Regions from separate parts of the Mus musculus genome. Here region 1 is linked to region 2. Evidence: chromatin contacts called from public Hi-C data. All regions are on one chromosome and are shown on one strand. Each heading gives the region's core, a stretch centred on a gene start, on an enhancer-like site or on the middle of the called end of the contact. The rest is flanking DNA. Distances are from core to core; before and after follow the strand shown.

Region 1 (3,117 bases), core at 230-2,729, 3.7 Mb before region 2:
AAGGAATGTAAATAAAGAAAACCATAGATTCATACAGTTCAAGTATCTAGAGCTGCATTATCCAGTATGGTAGACACCAGGTACATGTGTTACTGAAATGTAAGCAAAACTAACAACTAATGGGGGTCATGGTTGTTGCATTCCTTTAATTCTAGTATTTGGAAACCAGAAGCAGGAGGGTATCTATGAGTTTGTGGCTAGCTTGGTCTACACAGTGAATTCTGGGTAAGCCAGTGGTACACAGTGAGGCTCTGTCTCAAAACCACAGCAACAAAAACCTAATAACTGAGTTCCTCAGTTACACCATTCAAATGCTTTCTGGTTTACATTCGAAGAGATTTAAAATTGGTCACCTTTCTACCATACATTGCTGCTTTCCAAGAACACACATCTACTCATTAACACAGAGGCTTCTTAGAAATAATGCCAAGAGACAGGTAACAACTTCAAGAACTGACAGATGGGATCTCCTGAAATCAAAACAGTTCTGCAAAGCAAATAAAACTACAAGCAAAGTGGCGAGACAGCCTATAGACTGGGGGGAACTTAGCCAGCTATACTTTATATCGGGGTTAATATCTAATATAAAGAACTGCAGAGTCCTCTCCATAGAATTATCTTGGTAAGATATGGCAAATTCTAAAGGTGGGACCAAACCACTTATGCCACCTGGATAAAAAGGTGACTGTAATTTAATTTTTCACACTTCTATTTTGCTCACCCACTAGAAGCTGCAAACTATAACGTTCTTTAAGCAATCATTTTTGTACCAAACTTAAACAGATGGAATTAATTTTAAAGATACATTAGTATAGCCGGGTGTCGTGGCCCACACCTGTAATCCCAGCACTCTGGAGGTATCTGTAAATTCAAGGCCAGCCTGGTCTACGTATCAAGTTCTAGGACAGCCAGGTATACATGAATCCTGTCTCAAATATATAAATAAATAAAGATACAATAGCAGTAATACTAGAAAACATGTAGCATCATGTAACAAGCAACTCATTCCTTACAACAAAGTGAGATAAACGTAGAAAGCCTAAATTGCCCAAGGGCACCCTGCTAGCTGCTCCTGGGACAGCTGAGACTCAGCGCACCACAAAAACTCCTGCTTAGATTCATCCTTGGACCCATCATGCCTGAGGATCCAGACTTGCAATTACCTGGAGAATCTGACGGTGCCTCCAAGTGGAGTTCCTGGTTCGTGACGTATGAGCCACACTGCCCGCAGGGCCATGGTTAAGCCTCCCAAGTATCAGAGCGATGTAGAAACTAAGGTCGCCATCCAGCCAAAGTAGACCCCGCCTTCTAGATGGGCTGTACCAGGCAACGTCCGGGTTCTCCCTGAGCCGCAAGAGCTCACTGGAGATGCTCGCTCTTCCGGGTGAGGTGACTCAAGTCTCCCGGTCCCTTCAAGAGATTAAAACACTCCTCAGAAGGTCTTAAGAACCTACACCCGGAATCTCAAGGGACTGGAATACTCTTCTCGCCCACTTCCGGGACGGCGGCCCGCGAGGCTCAAGACGCGTCACCCTGTCGCAAACGAGCGCCTCCGCGGCCCGCTCGCCGCTCGCTCCTTTCGCCCGCCCCGCGAAGTCGGCCGGGCGCGCGCAGCCCCACTTCCGGCGTGCGAGGCGGTGACAATGGGAGCGGCGCGGGCGGCGCCGGGAGGCAGCTGACAGGCGTCTGCGGCTCCGCTTCATGGCTGCTCTCCCTCTCTGCCTTCGCTGTGTGAGGACCGGGGCAGCCAGCAGCGGTGCGCAGCCCGGGCCGGAGGCGGTAGGCCGAGCTGGGACTGGTGAGCGGCGCCGCTGAGGCGCAGCATGTGAAGCGGAGACGGCCTCGAGCGCGGGGCGAGCCTCTCAGCCGGCCGGCATGGCCACGACGGCCGAGCTCTTCGAGGTGGGTCCCGGGGCTCGGCGGGCGGCGGCGGCGGCGGCGGGGGAGGGGCGGGTGGCGGCGGGACGCTGGGCCGGCTCGGGTGGCAGGGCGGCCAGACGTCCCGGAGACCGGACGGGCAGTGGGCAGGGCTGACTCCGGAGCCCAGGGCCGGCGAGCCGGGTCTTGCTGTGCGGATCCTCGCGACGGTGCTACAGGGGGCATCTGAATGGAGACTCTGGGGGGCTCCTCGGTGCCGAGGTTCCGACAAGCTCAGAAGCGGCCCTGGGGTGCCTGCCGTCTTACCTTACAGTCGAAAAGGCTGGGAGGATTCTTTTAAGGACAATAAAGGCCTACTTAGCCTCAGCACGGAAGGGAAGCGACACATCTTACTGCATTTAATTGCTGTGGAACCCTCCGACTGCTAGTTAAAGGATCCTTGGGCTGTGAGAAGCTGTGGGAGCGTTCAGGTGCATTTTCTTGAGTGTTTCAATATTTAAACTTGACAGTTGGATTTTGTGGCGTGTCAGTGTCAGAAGCGGTGAGGTTTGAGATAATGGAATGGGGTTACAAGACAATGAAACAGTATCTTCTTGTGTGGAAAAAAATAGAAGTAGTCATATGAAGAAAAATGAGGAATACACCTTCTCCCCCGCTGGGGCGTGATTACTCCATAGCAGCAGAAGTGTAAGTTGTAGAGAACACTGCAGTTCACAGTTAAGAATGTCACCATAGGTGAAAATTGTATCCATTGAGCATCAGCGTGTTCTGTGGCGTGAATTTTAAATGCCATTGTTTCCATTAAAAAAAAAATCTAACTTTTCAGTTACTTTTTTTTGTTACTGAACGTTGACTTGCAGTCATTCCTAGCATAGATACTGCATTTGTTTAGAGAAATAGCATGCCTAAATTGTAAGTTGTAATGAAAGTGATTTGAGTAAAAGTTATAATTACACCTAGGAAAAATTTATTGCTGTTCCTCAGATGTAAATGTCTGGAGATATTATAACATTTGCTTCACCAGTCATAAAATTCTGCTCATTTACTGTGTATCCTTGGTCAAGATACTAGGTAATTCTGTAATTACTTGTTTCAATTTTTATATCTTACAGGCTTTGGGATCTTTAAATAATACTTTCATGACGAGCTACTTATTAACAGAAAAACAGTATATTATCCTACTGTTATAGTGAATTCTCTTTAACATCCACAATTTCCTCTTGGATGGAAAATTATATT
Region 2 (3,016 bases), core at 312-2,811:
CGCTGTCTGAAGACAGCTAAGTGTACTTACAAAGAACAATACATCTTTAGAGTGTGTGTGTGTATGTATGTATATACACACACACACACACACACATATATATGTATATATGTATGTGTATATGTATATATATGAATGAATTAAAACAGCCTTCCATAATGTCACACATGCCTAAAATTCCAGCACTGGAAAGCAAAAGGCTTGTGAGTTCAAGGCCAGTCTAGTCTACATAGGAAGCTGCATCCAGAGCTACATAGAAGTACCTGGCCTCAAAAATCAAAATAAAATGGGCATTTCAAAAGCTGGCAAAGAACTGGGGCTTTTTATTTTTTAATAATTAGTAAGTTAATCCACTTACATTTTTCTTCTGTTAACTGTTTTAGCACTTCACCTACAATCTGGAAAAGAAAAAAGGGGCATTACCTTTTGCCAATAGCTTAGAAATGGCAACATACTTTCAAACTTTATCACCTACCTGTCCAACACTTTGTAGTGCCTTCAAATCATTTTCAGACTTTTCATACTGCTTGGTAAGTTCTTTTAATTGTTCCCTTACTGAAATAATAAAATTTTGACATTTTAAATTAAACAACTGCATAAAATTTTTTACTTAGGTCTCTTTTACCTTAGGTTTCAAACCTACTGTTTCAAACCACAAAATAAGATTTTTTTTTCCAGTTTGTAGTGGATAGGTGGCATGTTTTAAAATGAAATGTAACAGAGAAAGTATCATATCTATTTTCTTGGTAGGAAATATTTTTAAGTTACATTTTTAACCGATAGTGACATCCTGCCACCTTCAGATTTGCTACAAAACTAAACGATAAGGTGAATCAAGCCTCCCATAGCTACACTAAGATCACCTGGCTTACTCTGGTTGTCCATACTAAATTAAGTCAACCAACGCAATTCTTCACCGAATCCTAGGCTGCGGTATTCTCTCATTTAATTAAATCACGCAGGGTTTTCAAAACGTGAATGTTCAGGGTATACAGAAAACTTGGTACTCAGTATGACGCCTGAGGGAAGACGAGAAAGGCTATTACAACCACTGAGCCCCCTTCTACCCCAAGTACAAGCCGCCTCCGTGAGTCCCGCGTCCGGCTGGAGCTTCTTTGACTCAAGCGTCCTCCCATCCCCGGGTCCCGAGACTCCAAGCCTGCCTTCCTGCACCCGGAATATGTCCCCAGCCCACTTGTACCTCACTCCTCTAATCTTCCCCTCTTCCACCTCAGAACTGTGGCTGTTCTCTATGCCACCGGACTGGGACTGGGGCCATACCCACGGCCGAGGCGGTGCTGCACCCCAGCGCGGGGCGGGATGACAAAGCGCCTCGTCCCTGGACTCGGGCCTTCCCAAGCCAGGCGCTGTTTTCGGGCTCAGCCGAAGCCTCCGCTCTATCAGAGACCGAAGCCGGTCCAGGCACTAGAGAGTGTGTCAAGGCTCACTCACGCTCCTTAAGACGGCCGTCAATCTCCTTGTGCTCTAGCAGCTTCTTGCGATAGTCCTGAAGCGCCTTATCTCTAGGGTCCGCCATGATGAGAAGCCGTCGCTCATAGGGGATGCCGGGAAGGGCCATGGCAGCCCGGGCGGGGGAGGGGGCGGGGCGAGGGCGCAGAGGCGGCCTGGGGCGGGACCGTGACTGGCTCCGCCCCTTCCGGCTGGCCCGCCTCTGGCTCCGGGCGCCGAAGTCAGTCACCTAGAGCGGCAGAAAGCCTCGAAAGCGCAGAAGATCGTCTCCGGTCACACTGTCCCCTGCAGGCCAGAGTGAGCAATGCCTGACTTAGCTACTGGCTGGCTCAATATTAAGTCACTGCTTTCTTAGAACGCCAAAGGATCTGTAATAAACTGAAAAGCAAGAGGAAATGACAAGATTTTTTTTTTTTTGAGACAGTGTCTTGTAATCCACACTGCCTTAGCACTCATTCTGCAGCGCTGGGCTTGAACTCTGGTCCTCCCCCCCCCCACCACCGGCTTCCTAGTGGAATTACAGGCAAACTCGAACATTCAGTATGTGCTGTGTGGAAATCGAATTCAGAGTCTCCGGCATGCTAAGCAAGAGCTTTCCCAACTGAGTCACATTTTCAAATTCAGCCTTTTTCTTTCCCAAATTATTTATTTTTATTTATGTGTTTATGTGTGTGCCTTAGTGTATACCTTAGGAGGGCAAGTGCTCACAGAAGCCAGTAGAGGGCATCGGATTTCTTGGCTCTGGAGTTACAAGCAGCTATGATTTAAAAAAAAAAATCTTATTTATTTTATGCATATAAATATCTTGCCTGCATGTATGTGTGTGCAGCACGTGTGTGCCTGGTGCTGGAGGAGGTCAGAAAAAACCACATGATTCCCCTGAAACTGGAATTATAGACGGTTGTGAGCCTCTATGTGGATACTGGGAACCGAACCCAGATCCTCTCCAAGAGCAACAAGTACGAATACCCTTTGAGCTATCTCTCTAGGCTCAGTGACTGTGTTCTTTTAAATTATTATTGACAGGCTGGGAGTGTACCTTTGGTAGAGTATTTGCCTAGCACACAGAAGCCCTGAGTTTATTAACCCCCAGCACCCTAAAACTGAATGAATGCACTCCACAAACACACAGAGATCTTTAGGAAGAGCCGGAAGCTCACATAACCAGTAAACCACTTTCCAGCCCAAAGATGCAGCCTTTTGATATCAATTGCATGAGCATAAGTAGGAAATTTTCAGTTACCCAATAAAGCACTGACCTGCTTGTAATCAGAATATTAGAAAATATTCTAACATGTAATAAGGAAATTAGAAATGATTTGAATAGGGGCCAGAGAGATGGTTCAGTGGGCAAAGGCGCGCTTGTCATGGAAGCCAGGTGACCTGAATTGGATTCATGGGACCCACTCAAAGTTGGCATGAGGTCCACATGCACAGATGCATAAATGATAATAAATCATAAAAATACCTTAATGTAGTAAATGCTACAATTGAAATAAAAGGATATTGTGGGATAAGGAGGAGAATAAATTTTGAACATGTCTGA

The links. A called contact is a pair of places that touch in the nucleus more often than the background predicts.
Region 1: a contact with region 2 is called in a Hi-C map of CD4 T cells, with 4 times the contacts expected there. The contact joins the promoter of Ap5m1 here to the promoter of Psmc6 in region 2. A contact is called at or near these places in 1 of 39 promoter capture datasets (pre-B cells) and 1 of 484 Hi-C or Micro-C datasets (CD4 T cells).

Annotation. Positions count from the first base shown.
Region 1 is chr14:49,064,911-49,068,027 of GRCm38.p6, reverse strand. It overlaps Ap5m1 (adaptor-related protein complex 5, mu 1 subunit), which reads right to left and starts at 1,479. Exons shown (of 8, transcript NM_144535.5): 1 at 1,164-1,479. The coding sequence starts at 1,237. Exoc5 (exocyst complex component 5) reads left to right here and starts at 1,361. Exons shown (of 18, transcript NM_207214.3): 1 at 1,361-1,902. The coding sequence starts at 1,876.
Region 2 is chr14:45,328,369-45,331,384 of GRCm38.p6, reverse strand. It overlaps Psmc6 (proteasome (prosome, macropain) 26S subunit, ATPase, 6), which reads right to left and starts at 1,561. Exons shown (of 14, transcript NM_025959.3): 1 at 1,453-1,561; 2 at 476-555; 3 at 359-398. The coding sequence starts at 1,537.